3 separate regions of the Gossypium hirsutum genome follow, and all the other regions are linked to region 2. Evidence: chromatin contacts called from public Hi-C data. All regions are on one chromosome and are shown on one strand. The core of a region is the stretch at or near the end of the contact, and the rest is flanking DNA. Distances in the headings are between cores, read along the strand shown.

Evidence for each region. A called contact is a pair of places that touch in the nucleus more often than the background predicts.
Region 1: a contact with region 2 is called in a Hi-C map of leaf, with 3 times the contacts expected there. The contact joins the promoter of LOC107896591 here to the promoter of LOC107896602 in region 2. A contact is called at or near these places in 9 of 34 Hi-C or Micro-C datasets (callus, hypocotyl, leaf and 1 more).
Region 3: a contact with region 2 is called in a Hi-C map of leaf, with 2.5 times the contacts expected there. The contact joins the promoter of LOC107896599 here to the promoter of LOC107896602 in region 2. A contact is called at or near these places in 15 of 34 Hi-C or Micro-C datasets (anther, callus, fibers and 2 more).

What each region holds. Positions count from the first base shown.
Region 1 is chrA10:101,806,754-101,810,425 of Gossypium_hirsutum_v2.1, forward strand. It overlaps LOC107896591 (probable WRKY transcription factor 48), which reads left to right and starts at 1,299. Exons shown (of 3, transcript XM_016821788.2): 1 at 1,299-2,215; 2 at 2,403-2,546; 3 at 2,649-3,672. The coding sequence starts at 1,743. The coding sequence ends at 3,081.
Region 2 is chrA10:101,643,478-101,647,398 of Gossypium_hirsutum_v2.1, forward strand. It overlaps LOC107896602 (DNA replication complex GINS protein SLD5), which reads right to left and starts at 1,813. Exons shown (of 6, transcript XM_016821805.2): 1 at 1,483-1,813; 2 at 922-1,044; 3 at 627-709; 4 at 380-489. The coding sequence starts at 1,659.
Region 3 is chrA10:101,453,427-101,457,632 of Gossypium_hirsutum_v2.1, forward strand. It overlaps LOC107896599, which reads left to right and starts at 1,710. Exons shown (of 16, transcript XM_041079142.1): 1 at 1,710-2,165; 2 at 2,786-2,980; 3 at 3,093-3,167; 4 at 3,384-3,551; 5 at 3,746-3,909; 6 at 4,107-4,206. The coding sequence starts at 1,962.

The sequences.
Region 1 (3,672 bases), core at 49-2,548, 160 kb after region 2:
TTGGGATTTTCTCCGTAGAAGTTTGGTTGTACCTTTGAAAACACGATTACTATATTTTTATTTTGTCGGCAATGACAAAAATTGAAAATCCCTAGACGAAAATTCTCACATAAATAAATAAAAATTAATATTATCAGTGAGTAAATTTAGTTATGATTATTTTTTTAATATTAAAATTTGAATTATCGTTAATTAAAAATAAAATAATTAAGTGATAATATAAAATAGTTATTTTATCTTTAAGCTATAAGAGATAACTATGAATAAAAGAGTTTAAATTCTTGTAGAACAATCAAATGGACAAAAAATCACTTTCACTCATGTGATTAGATCAAATGAAGTATCTCAAAAAGCTTAGAAAATCTTTATAGATTTCTCTACTTGAATCAATTTTGACAAACACTATAGTTGCTTTAAGGAAAAATTACATTTCAATCAAGTTTAATTGCGGAGAAAAAGTTAAAAATTATTTTTGAAAAAAACCACTTTTCAATTCAAATCAATCGAAAAAAAGATGTACAAATCTATTTTAAAAGCAAACCATTACCATACTAGAAGCAATTTGCATCCATCTAAAAAGCAAGTATAAACAATTACTAAATTGAAGTAAAATAGAAGAAAAGACACAAATGATATATATTTTTTAGTATTGGATAAATTTCAAGAGATTATATAACTTTTTTAACTCTGAAATTTGTAAGACACAACGTTTGAATTTGCATGATGGTATTATAATTAGTGAATTTTGGTCGAATGTAGAAAAGCCAAAGTTAATGAATAATTTGGAAAAAGAATTTCGGATTGAATGAAAATTGAAGAGTTATAAATAAAAGAAATAATATAGACGGAAATCGGATTGAACCAGGTTATTTGATTTTTTAGGACAATGTCTGGTGAGGCGTGTGGGTTTTGTCGGGGAAGAAGTAGGCGAGTAATGAGTTAGAAACTCAGCTGACGCATACATTGGCTCAGCATTTCATAACGCGCTTATTTATTACTTCATTTTCCAATATCAGTTATAAGAGAAATAGAGGTTTTTTTTTTAAAAGAAAAGAAAAGAAAAGAAAATTTCAGATATGGTGAGGTGGTGGCACCCTTTTCTCACTTTTTTTTTTAAAAAATGATATAGATTTCACGTACTACTTTTTTTTTTTAATATGAAGTTAAAAAATAAAGACTAAAGTTGGGTGGCCTTGAAAAGCCAAAAAGATGGAAAAATGATAGAAAAAACACCTTAATAAATTGAAAGCAAAAATAGAGAAGAGACGAGATTAGGTAAGTTAGATTAGAGGTAGTAAGTAATTAAAAGAGAAAATATTTGTTTAAAAAATAAAATAAGAAAAGGAGTAAAAAAGACGGCCCCCGTCAACGCGTACCCAAAGGTAGACCTAAAATAGAGGGGGCGGTCCATAAACAATAAATGCGGTCCAACACCGGCCTCCGTTAATCGCCACGTACCGTACACTTAATCAACCGGCAAATGCCGGTCTCTACTCTTCTCCTATGCTTATACTATAATCCCAAGCTGTTCTCCAAATTCCCAACCCAAAGTCTTTTTCACATACACTTCACCCCATTTTCTCACTCTCTTTTTCTATCATTTTTTTTTTAAGAAAATGTCTCTTTTTGGTTTAATGCAAAGATAAGAACTTTGGGTTCCTTTTGTTTCTTAGAAAAACAAAAAATATGGAGGAGAATATGTGAAAAAGTGTGTGGAGAAGAAGAAAGAGAATTTCATTTCCATGGCGAATTTAATATTTTCCGATGAGAATCCGTCAGCGGCGGCAGCAGCAGCAGCAGCAGAAGCGACCAGTTCCGGTGGAAGCATCTTTGACATGGCAACTGGAGCAGGGGCATGTGATGGAGATACTAAGTGGGGGTCTTCTTTAGGTTTCATGGACTTGCTTGGCATCCATCAAGATTTCATTGCCCCTTCTTTATTCGATTCCTTTCAGCCACCACCGATTCTTCCACCACCACCTCCCTCAACATCATCTGAACCACTTCTTCACCAACAACTGGACGCGAAGCAGCTTCAAGCCCTTCCATCGCCGGCCTCCACCCTGCCGGAATCTTCTGAAGTTTTAAACAACCCTGCAACACCAAACTCTTCTTCCTTCTCTTCTTCATCTAATGAAGCTGCAAATGATCATGAACCAACCAAAGCTGAAGATGATGAAGAAGAAGAGCAGCATCAAGACAAGACAAAGAAACAGTAAGCTAACCTTTCTTTGACTATCATTTATGGCTTTGGATTCAATACTCACTCTCTCTATTTATTGTTTCTGTTTTTGAGTTAGATATTTGGGGTAGTGTGGGATAAACTTTTGGTTGCTTTGTATTGCTGATTTTTTAAGTAAAGGTTTTGTTTTTTAGCTTTGCTTTTGCTTTTATGGGTTTAGGTTGAAACCCAAAAAGAAGAACCAAAAAAGGCAAAGGGAACCGAGATTTGCGTTCATGACAAAGAGTGAAGTTGATCACTTAGATGATGGTTACCGATGGAGAAAGTATGGCCAAAAAGCTGTGAAAAACAGCCCTTTTCCCAGGTATCAATCAATATCTAATCTAATAACCCCTCTCCCTTTTCATATTGGTCCACTAATGTTCATTTTTAGTAAGCATTGCTATATTATATGGTTGAAAAACAGGAGCTATTATCGTTGCACCAGCGCTGGCTGTGGGGTGAAGAAGAGAGTCGAGAGATCCTCCGATGATCCCACCATCGTTGTCACCACTTACGAAGGCCAACACAAGCATCCCTACCCGATAACTCCTCGAGGAAGCATTGGAATCAACATGGATCCCTCCTCTAGTTTTGGCCCATCTTTTGTTGTTCCTCAACCTCAGTATTTACATCAGCAGCAACAATTGCAACCCTATATATATAACTCATCGCCTTCTTTGAACATTACTAGTATCACTACTAGTGGCTCTAGCTTCAATGCCTCGATCCCTGATTTCCTTCAAGACAGACGTTTTAATACTTCTCCTACTTCTTCTTCAGCTTCGTTACCAAGAGACAATGGACTCCTTCAGGATATTGTTCCAACACAGATGAGGAAAGAGGCAAAGGAACAGTAAGACAGTATGGGTTCTTTTTTTATATATAATTATATGATTGCTGGTATGTTGTTTCCTAATCCTTTACTAACTGATAAAAAACCCAATTCACTATATCTTTTTTTATTCAATCTATTATCATCTGTATAAAATCACCTGTCTTTTTATAGTGTTTTTGCAGGAGAACAAGTGGTTTTGTACTTGGTTTTTCTTGTGGTTATTATTCTTTGTATTTAAGGAGAATTCAATTATGGAAATATTGGGGTTTTTTTATTATTAATTTCTTCCAATTGTGCTACACGTTAGTCATTTTCTTCTCCTTTCTTTTTCATTGTATGCATTGTCAAGAGAGAAAACGTAGGTACAAAGAAGACTTTAGGGTTAGGGTTTTTTTCATGAAAAAGTCGTCATGCAGACTAGTTGTTAGCAAAGCAATATTTTATTGGATGCGTCAAAGCTCTTGAACTTGTAGAAAAAGGAAGCTGGGAAATCTACCCTAGGAAGCTAGAGAAAGAGAGAGGGCAGGGCAGTGAAAACAATGTGTTAAAAGTTAAATTATTATTTGAATGCCATATGTTTCATTGATGGAAGTGCAAAGAAAAAGATGAAAAA
Region 2 (3,921 bases), core at 563-3,062:
AGCCTGTTAAGGTGTAAACCTAAAAAAGAACTAGTTACAAATTGCAATGTAATGACAGTAAACAAAATACATGCACATGAATTACTTTCTAGTTATGTCACTCAAACTCAAGTGTTTGTTTGACATGACTATATTTTTTTTTTCTTCTGATTTTTTCTATATATTTCAAAGATCATTTCCCCATCTGTACTGGACATGATACTTCAAGAAAATTTAAGGGTTGGAATAACATGGTTTACTGGCATAACCAAGGATTTCCTGTTCTTGTCATTCCAAGCACCACAAGCCATTAACTTCAAAGTACAGATGAAACCTGAACAGGAAAAGTGATGCCTTATCAAGAAAGTGTAAATGTTGGAGAAAAGATCATTTCAATTACCCATATCATCTTCTTCACTTATAATCGACTGCTTTAATACAGACTGATAATTATCAGGCAATTTTGACAGAACAGTTTCTTCAAGATGTTTCCCAATATCACGAATACACCTGAAACCATGAAATCAAATTTTAAAGATAACTTTTCGGATATATTAAGATGCTCATCTATACCCAGAATATGGAGTTTTAAACCAAGTTTGCCAAATAAACTTAATAAATATAATTCAACTCTCAGAGCCTTTTACCTTTCGGTAAACTTTTCCTCTTCTATTGAAAGCCGGTTCCTATAAGTATCCATTTTCCAGATATGAAACATGAATTTCTCAATCTGCACCAACATCATGACCCAGAAATTCAATGAGAAAATATAAGAGATTTCAGGCAGCAATTCATACAGAAATCAGTAAATGGCAGAACCAGAATGGTTCAATTGATCTCAAACTCCGTTCGAAGAATAGTATCATTTTTCAGCTTTCCCAGGAACAACACAAGCTGAAGATAAAACCAAAAGAAAACAGACAGGGAGAATTAGAAGTCCACCTTCTGCAGCCGAACCCGAAGATAAGATCTCAGCAAAAATTGAGCCCTATCCAGGTCCATCTGATACAGTGATGCAATGAGAGGATCATGACCACTTTCTGCAAAGTCGTCTACTGTTTCCTCCTGCAAATTTTTGCACCAATTCAGTCTCAAAGAAAAGGAATAATTTTTCGACAGGACTTCGATTTTTTTTTCATCGAGTTCAAAATCCGGAGAAATTTTGGGCACTAAAGCTGAAATTGCAACTATAGAGTTAAATTCTACCTATTGAGAAAATTGTAAACCTTAATTAATATGTTACAATAGGTTAACTTTCAATTTAATCTCAAAATCAGTTCCTACAAGTATTCAATTAAGATTAACTTCTCTCTTAAATATTAAAAAAAAATCCAGATCGAAAACGTTTCGACATTCCAGTAAATAACGTAAATAGAAGCAAACAAAAAAAAAATAGAAACGTATAATTGAGAATAATTATAGGTTAATCTTTATTTGTCAATGCAGAATTTCCCCAAAAACAAACAGAGAGAGAGGGTTATGTATGAGATTGAGAAATAGTACCATCAACTGGATCTGCTCTTTAGCTCTTTTAACCAGAGCTTCCTCGAAAGGAAGGATCTCAGGAGACGCTTTCTCATTACGCCATGCTCTCTTCAAGAGCTCCACATCGGTCGTCGAAATTAACGTCTCGTAATCATCGATCTGTTCCGCCGACCAGTCTCCGGCACCCGACGCCATTCTATCTCTCTTTTTCTAGGGTTCTGAATCGAATCTAAAATGACTACTTAACCAGAGAAATTTTCAATTTAGACGAAAAAATGCGACCGGAGTTGCCGCCAAAAGCAAAAGAAAAGGATCGAGTGTTTCCAAGACCAGCACATGACGCTTTTGTTCGTGAGTCTAACACCATTGGATTGCCTGGTTAAAAACGGACGGCTTTGATGGCGTCTTATCCACTCAAACGAATAGCCAAAGGGGAATCTCTCTCTTGATAAAGGCTATATCTATTAGATATATAATTATTAATTATTAATACCAATACGGGTATGGATAAACACAGGGATTGTAAAAAAGAAGGAATTGTTGCAAGTATGCTATGCCAAAACTTAAACCTTTCATCCACACGGGTTATTCAACAGGCACTGCCTTTTAGCAACAAAGCCTTAATTCAAGAGACATATGCTATCCATATCAATATAAGTATTGTTGATCAGAATTTCAATATTTCTGATGTGCAGGATCCATTATATGGCAAGCACAGAGCATACTTTATTGTAAACTCTTTATAAACTCATCTGAAACTTTCTAAGAAGAAGATGATTCAGAGAAAAGGAAAAACTTTAGAAAGCCATAAGTAGAAAAACACACTGGATTTTTATAAAACTTCTTTGTGGTTTTTACAATGAGAATACATCCTCCTTTTATAGCTGAAGGAGATGTAATACAACAAAATAATAAACAGTACTTTGGATAAGGATCAGTCATTAAAGCATAAAGTAAACAGTACATAAAGTAAAAACAGGACTGATATCAGACATTATTTGACATAAAGCAAAATACTTTAATTATTTAAAGCAAGATTCCGGACAAGTGGTTTTCAGCTGTTTACATTTGAATGGGGAAGCTGAGCACTATCCATGGAATCTTCACTGCAGCAGGTCATTTCTTCATCTTTTCCTTTTTCTTTTTCATCGTGTAATTCTATCTTAGCAAGACTGATTTGGCTGTATTGCCACGGGTAATCTTGAGACCATTCTGTGGGGTCAAGAATTCCTTCATGATATTCACGGAGAGTCTTTAGGACTGCTTCATGATAAGGTGTGTATGTCCTTGGCCAGGTGTCCCATGGTGCATCAATATCTGGAGGTGGCCATATCTCAAATGGAATAATCCTGTTGAGCTGGCAAAGAAACTTTTGTAATTCCCGATATTGAACATCATCTTTGAAGACTTCATTTTCAAGAGATTTATGGATCCATGAAGTAGGAAAGGAATTGAGCTGGGTTGCTTTTCCACATTTGACAAAGTATTGAGGCTTATGGAAGATTATAATCATATAACTTCCATAATTACCTTTTTTCTGATTGCAATGCTGCTCAATGATCTGGAGCCATTGTGGGAAAGGATGGAACCAACTAAGGAAAGTAAAGAAATTTTGGTGTTCTGGTTCAATGTTTCCTCTGATGGCTTTTTTCAAGTAGTAGAGAAGATCAGGGGTGTCGAACTGTATGGCAATATGGTAAAGATAAGTGAAATACCATAAGAACCATTTTAATTCATTTGGTTGTTCAACAAATTTAAACCTTATTGGGTGTATAAAAGGATAATCTGGATGAATTCCCCAAGGTTTAAGAATAAGTCCCCCAAAATTTTTGAAAACTTGAATCTAGTACTCAAACATCATGTCTCTAGCTTTCTGATGAAAACAATTTTTTTCTACAAGAGAAAAAACTTCTGAAGGGTATTCAGGGTGAAGATTGGGAGTGACAGTGTATGGGGTAGGAGAGGTTGATGATGAGGAATAGGGTCTGTACATCATGATTGATCTAGGCCAAAAAACTCTTTTATAGGCAAAGACTTCTGGATTTTCTTTCGGTCTGGAAAGTAGATCAGCGAGAACATTTTGTTTTCCTGGTATATGTCTAACATCAAAACTGAATTTAGAAAACCATTCTACCCATCTTAAGAGTTGTGGGTGAGGGACAGTTTTCTATTTGAATTTGAGCATTTTTGGGAATGAAGACATATCCATTTCTACTAGAAAATGATAACCCAGAAGATGGAATTTGAATTTTGCCATACCTTTTTTAACTGCAAGAATCTCCTTGAATGTGGAGTGGTAATGAATTTCTGCTTCTGAGAATCTTCCACTCTTGTATCCACAGAGTTGTCTTTTTCCATTTCTTTTTTCAAGCAAGATTGCTCCCCAGTATTTATCACTGGCATCTGTCTGTAAAATTCTCTCTCCATCTGAAGGGATTTGTAGTGGAGGTAAATCCT
Region 3 (4,206 bases), core at 460-2,959, 190 kb before region 2:
CTTTACACCAAGAAGAAAGACATATAATAATAACATTTATCGACGTAAAATATTTTACTTAAATGAATTCAATTTTAACGTTGTAATATAAAATTAATGAATATTAAATTGTGAAGCTTAAAATGTATTTTTAAAGAAAGACATATATTAATAACATTTATCAAATTAAATTTATATTTTTCAAATATAATAAGAATTAATTATATTCATTGATTAAAGTAGCACAAAAATAAATACAAAATTACAAAAATTGAATATTAACAATTTAAAGATTAAAACAAATTAATTTAACAATATATATAAAATAAATAACCTGTAAGAAATTATTAATAATATTTTTAAATTATAATATATTAATATTATTAATAATAGTTTTAAACTATAATGTATTAATATTAATATTTATACCATGATGAATTTTTGTATTGTTTTAATAGTAAATAATTTTAAGATCAAATAACACTAATATAACTTATTCTAAATTAGTTAAATATTTTTATTTACATTAATTTTTTAATTTAATAATATTTTTTGAAGAAATTAACATAAATTAATGTTAAAAAAGAATTAAAAAGTTAATATATATAATTGTGCATCACATAAGAATACAAATTAGTTCCAATAAATAATGCTGAAATAAATTTCAAGAAGTGAAATAATTGTATACCTAATATAAATATTACAAAAAATAAGTATAATGATAAATGAGGGCTAAGAATATTATTTTGATTCCAAAAGTGTTTTTTCAAAAAAAAAAAAGCACCTATTCCTTTTAAGTTTATACTATTGCATATGACTTTAAGGTGTATTTGGTTGGATGAAAAAAATAGAGGAATAGAAGGAGAAAATGGAAAAATAGAAAGAAAATAAATTTAGAGTGTACTTAGTTGGGAAGAAAAGTGAGAGAAAATAAAATAAGAGAGATATCATTTTCCATTCTAATGTATAAAAATTAATCTTTCTAAATTAAAATGATCAGAAAAGAGAAAATGGGAGAGAAGTGTATGTTTGTTCAAATTTTACATTTTTTGATTGTTTTATTTGCTTTCCTTTCATTTTTCAACTCTACTAAGCAATTAAGAGAAAAAAATTATTTTTTTTCATCTTTTTTACCAAGCATATCCACTGAAAGAAAATTTATATTTTCCATCCTTCTAGTTTTCCTCTCCAATTTTCTAAATTTCTTTCCTTTGTACCAAACAAAGCTTAAGGGTGTGATTGGTTAGGAAAAAAAGTGGAGCAATGTCAGAAGGGAGTGGAAAAATGGAAAGAAAATAAATTTTAAATATGCTGGGTGGGAAAGAAAATGAGAGAAACAATAATTTTTCATTCTAATACATAAAAATAAATTCTTCCAAATTGAAATGGTGATTGGAGAGAAAGTGGGAGAAGTGTCTCTTAGTTTAAATTATATATATTTCAAATATTTTATTTTATTTCATTAAATCTTTCAATTTTACCAGGTAATGGAGGAAAAAAATCTTTTCCATCTTTTCTACTCGACACATATATAAAAAGAAAAATAATATTTTCTTTTATCTTTTTATTTTTTCATCCTTCAATTTTTCATCATTTTAATTTTCTTTTCACTGGAAAAACACGTTTTTAAATAAAAATGTCAAATTATTTAACTATTTTTAAAATTAAGTACTAATTAAACATAAACAACAAAGGGAAAAATATACACCAAGTTTAACCGGTCGTAATTTGATGAAAGAAGATGGGGTGGGCTGCTTCAAGTTGAAAATTGATTGCCCAAAATCAAAAGGCTCATTATAAAATGTTTTCATTCTACATCTCGTAATTTAACCACAAAAGCAGGCATCATTTTGGAAACTTCGTAAATTATTAATTCCCAGTTCAGTCTAGGCGCAAGTCATCGCCGGTAGTGGCTAAAAAGCTCATACAAAATTAATTGAGTAACCATTTTCACGCATTTCTCCTCTGTTTTTATCACTGAAATGGAATCGAGATCGAGGTTATCGTCTATGTTATCATGTTCGATATTTCTCGTTACACTCAGTGGACTCGCAACTTTATCCGATTCTACTCAACAAGCGTTCAAAAGAGACCCTGATCACCCTCACTGGCACCATAGCGCATTCCTCGAAGTTCGCGACAGCGTCCGATCCGATGTTCGCCGCACGCTCCACGCGCGTGCTGAGGTAATCGATTCTCGCTCTGAAAATCTTGTTAAATCTGTGAAGAAATTATGACGACTTTTTCCTCGCCAATTTTCATCGAGTTTTCTTTTTCTTTTTTGAAAAAATTCATATTATTAATAATATCGGGTTTTCATCGAGGTTTTTTCATTTTAATTATTAATTTAGAGCGTCGAATTTACGAAAATTATAGGACTCGAATTGACTGAATTTGAGCTACACAGTTGATCTATCCTAAAATGTAATTCAAAATTCGAATTGCGTTCTGAAAATCTCTCGAACCTTGAAGAGTTAGTGGCTGCTAGCTTAGTTCTTCTCATCTCTGGTTATGATTAGAAAAGGTTCCCTTTCTAAAAATCTTGTTAAATCTCTAAAGAAACTTATATGGACATTTTTCTCGCCAATTTTCATTGATTTTTTGTTGTTTTAGTGATTACTTTAAAGGAACTTACCAATATTATAGGTTTCGACTTGAGTGAATGAGCTACGTAGTTGATCTCTCCCAAAATGTGATTCAAAATTTAAATTGCGTTCCTGAAATCCCTAGAAACATGAAGAGGTTGTGGCTGTTAGCTTAGTTTTACTCATCTATGGTTATGATTAGAACAAGTTCTGTTGTGCAGGTTCCATTTCAGGTTCCGCTCGAGGTGAATATGGTGCTAATTGGTCTCAATGGAGATGGTGGCTATCGGTACAATGTCGATGCACAGAAATTGGAGGAGTTTCTGAGAGTTAGCTTTCCCTCTCATAGGCCTTCCTGTCTCGAGACCAAGGAGCCCCTTGATATCGAACATCATGTTGTTTATAACACATTTCCTGTAAGTTTTTTCATTCCTTATTGCATCTTAATAATTACTACTGGTTTAAGCTTCAGCTAGATATCTAAACTGAGTTGTTACTGTTGTTCTTCACTTATTTGTTCTACTATAGGCAGGACAGCCAGAATTGATTGCGCTTGAGAAGGCACTGAAGGAGGCCATGGTTCCTGCTGGTTCCGCAAGAGAGGTCTACTATATTGCTTCATATTTACTATTACTCTTGATAGTGGCAAGAATATTAACCATATGAATTCTTTTGTATATCAATTTCTTTTTTCGCAAGAGAGGTCTACTATATTGCTTCATATTTACTATTACTCTTGATAGTGGAAAGAATATTAACCATATGAATTCTTTTATATATCAATTTCTTTTTTTCTTTTTTTTTCATTTTACATATTAGCCTGATTTTGGGAGAGAGGTGCCCCTATTTGAGGTGGAAGCAACAGCTGTGGAGCCAGTATTCCAAAAGCTATATTCATATATATTTGACATGGAAAGTGGGGGATATTCTGCTAAAGAGATGGATAGACCTGTGCCAACTGCTATATTTATTGTTAACTTCGACAAGGTATAAGCTAAGTATAATTTCAAACATTAGTTCTGTGTTTTGTTAAGTATAATTTCAAACATTAGTTCTGTGTTTTGTCTGTATGAAACTTTGACCATTCCTAGTGTTTTTGTTTTTCCTTTCCCCTTACATGGCTGCATTGTTTTGAAATTTTCCTTCTTGATACACTGGTGAATGATTCGGCCTCTTTTTAGGTCCGAATGGATCCTAGGAATAAGGAGGTTGATCTTGATAGTTTGATGTATAGCAAACTTACCCCACTGACTAATGAAGAAATGAAACAACAAGAGGGAGACTACATATATCGATATCGATACAATCGAGGAGGAGCGTCTCAAGTTTGGCTTAGCTCTGGAAGGTCTGTTTTGAGTTGCATTACTTTGTCGAAAGTTTAACTTTTGAGTCCCTGATTTATGGACTTATGAGAAAGAACTGCTAGATTTAACAAGATATTTGATAATATAGAATTCCACTTCTCAATTAGCTGCTCTATAACCTCTCACTTTTTTTTTTTAATCTCTTTCTCTGGGGCTCATTTCTGCCTCTACTGTTCAGGTTTGTTGTGATCGACCTATCGGCTGGCCCTTGTACTTACGGGAAGATTGAAACTGAAGAAGGAAGTGTCAGTCCTAGAACATTGCCACGAATACGGAGT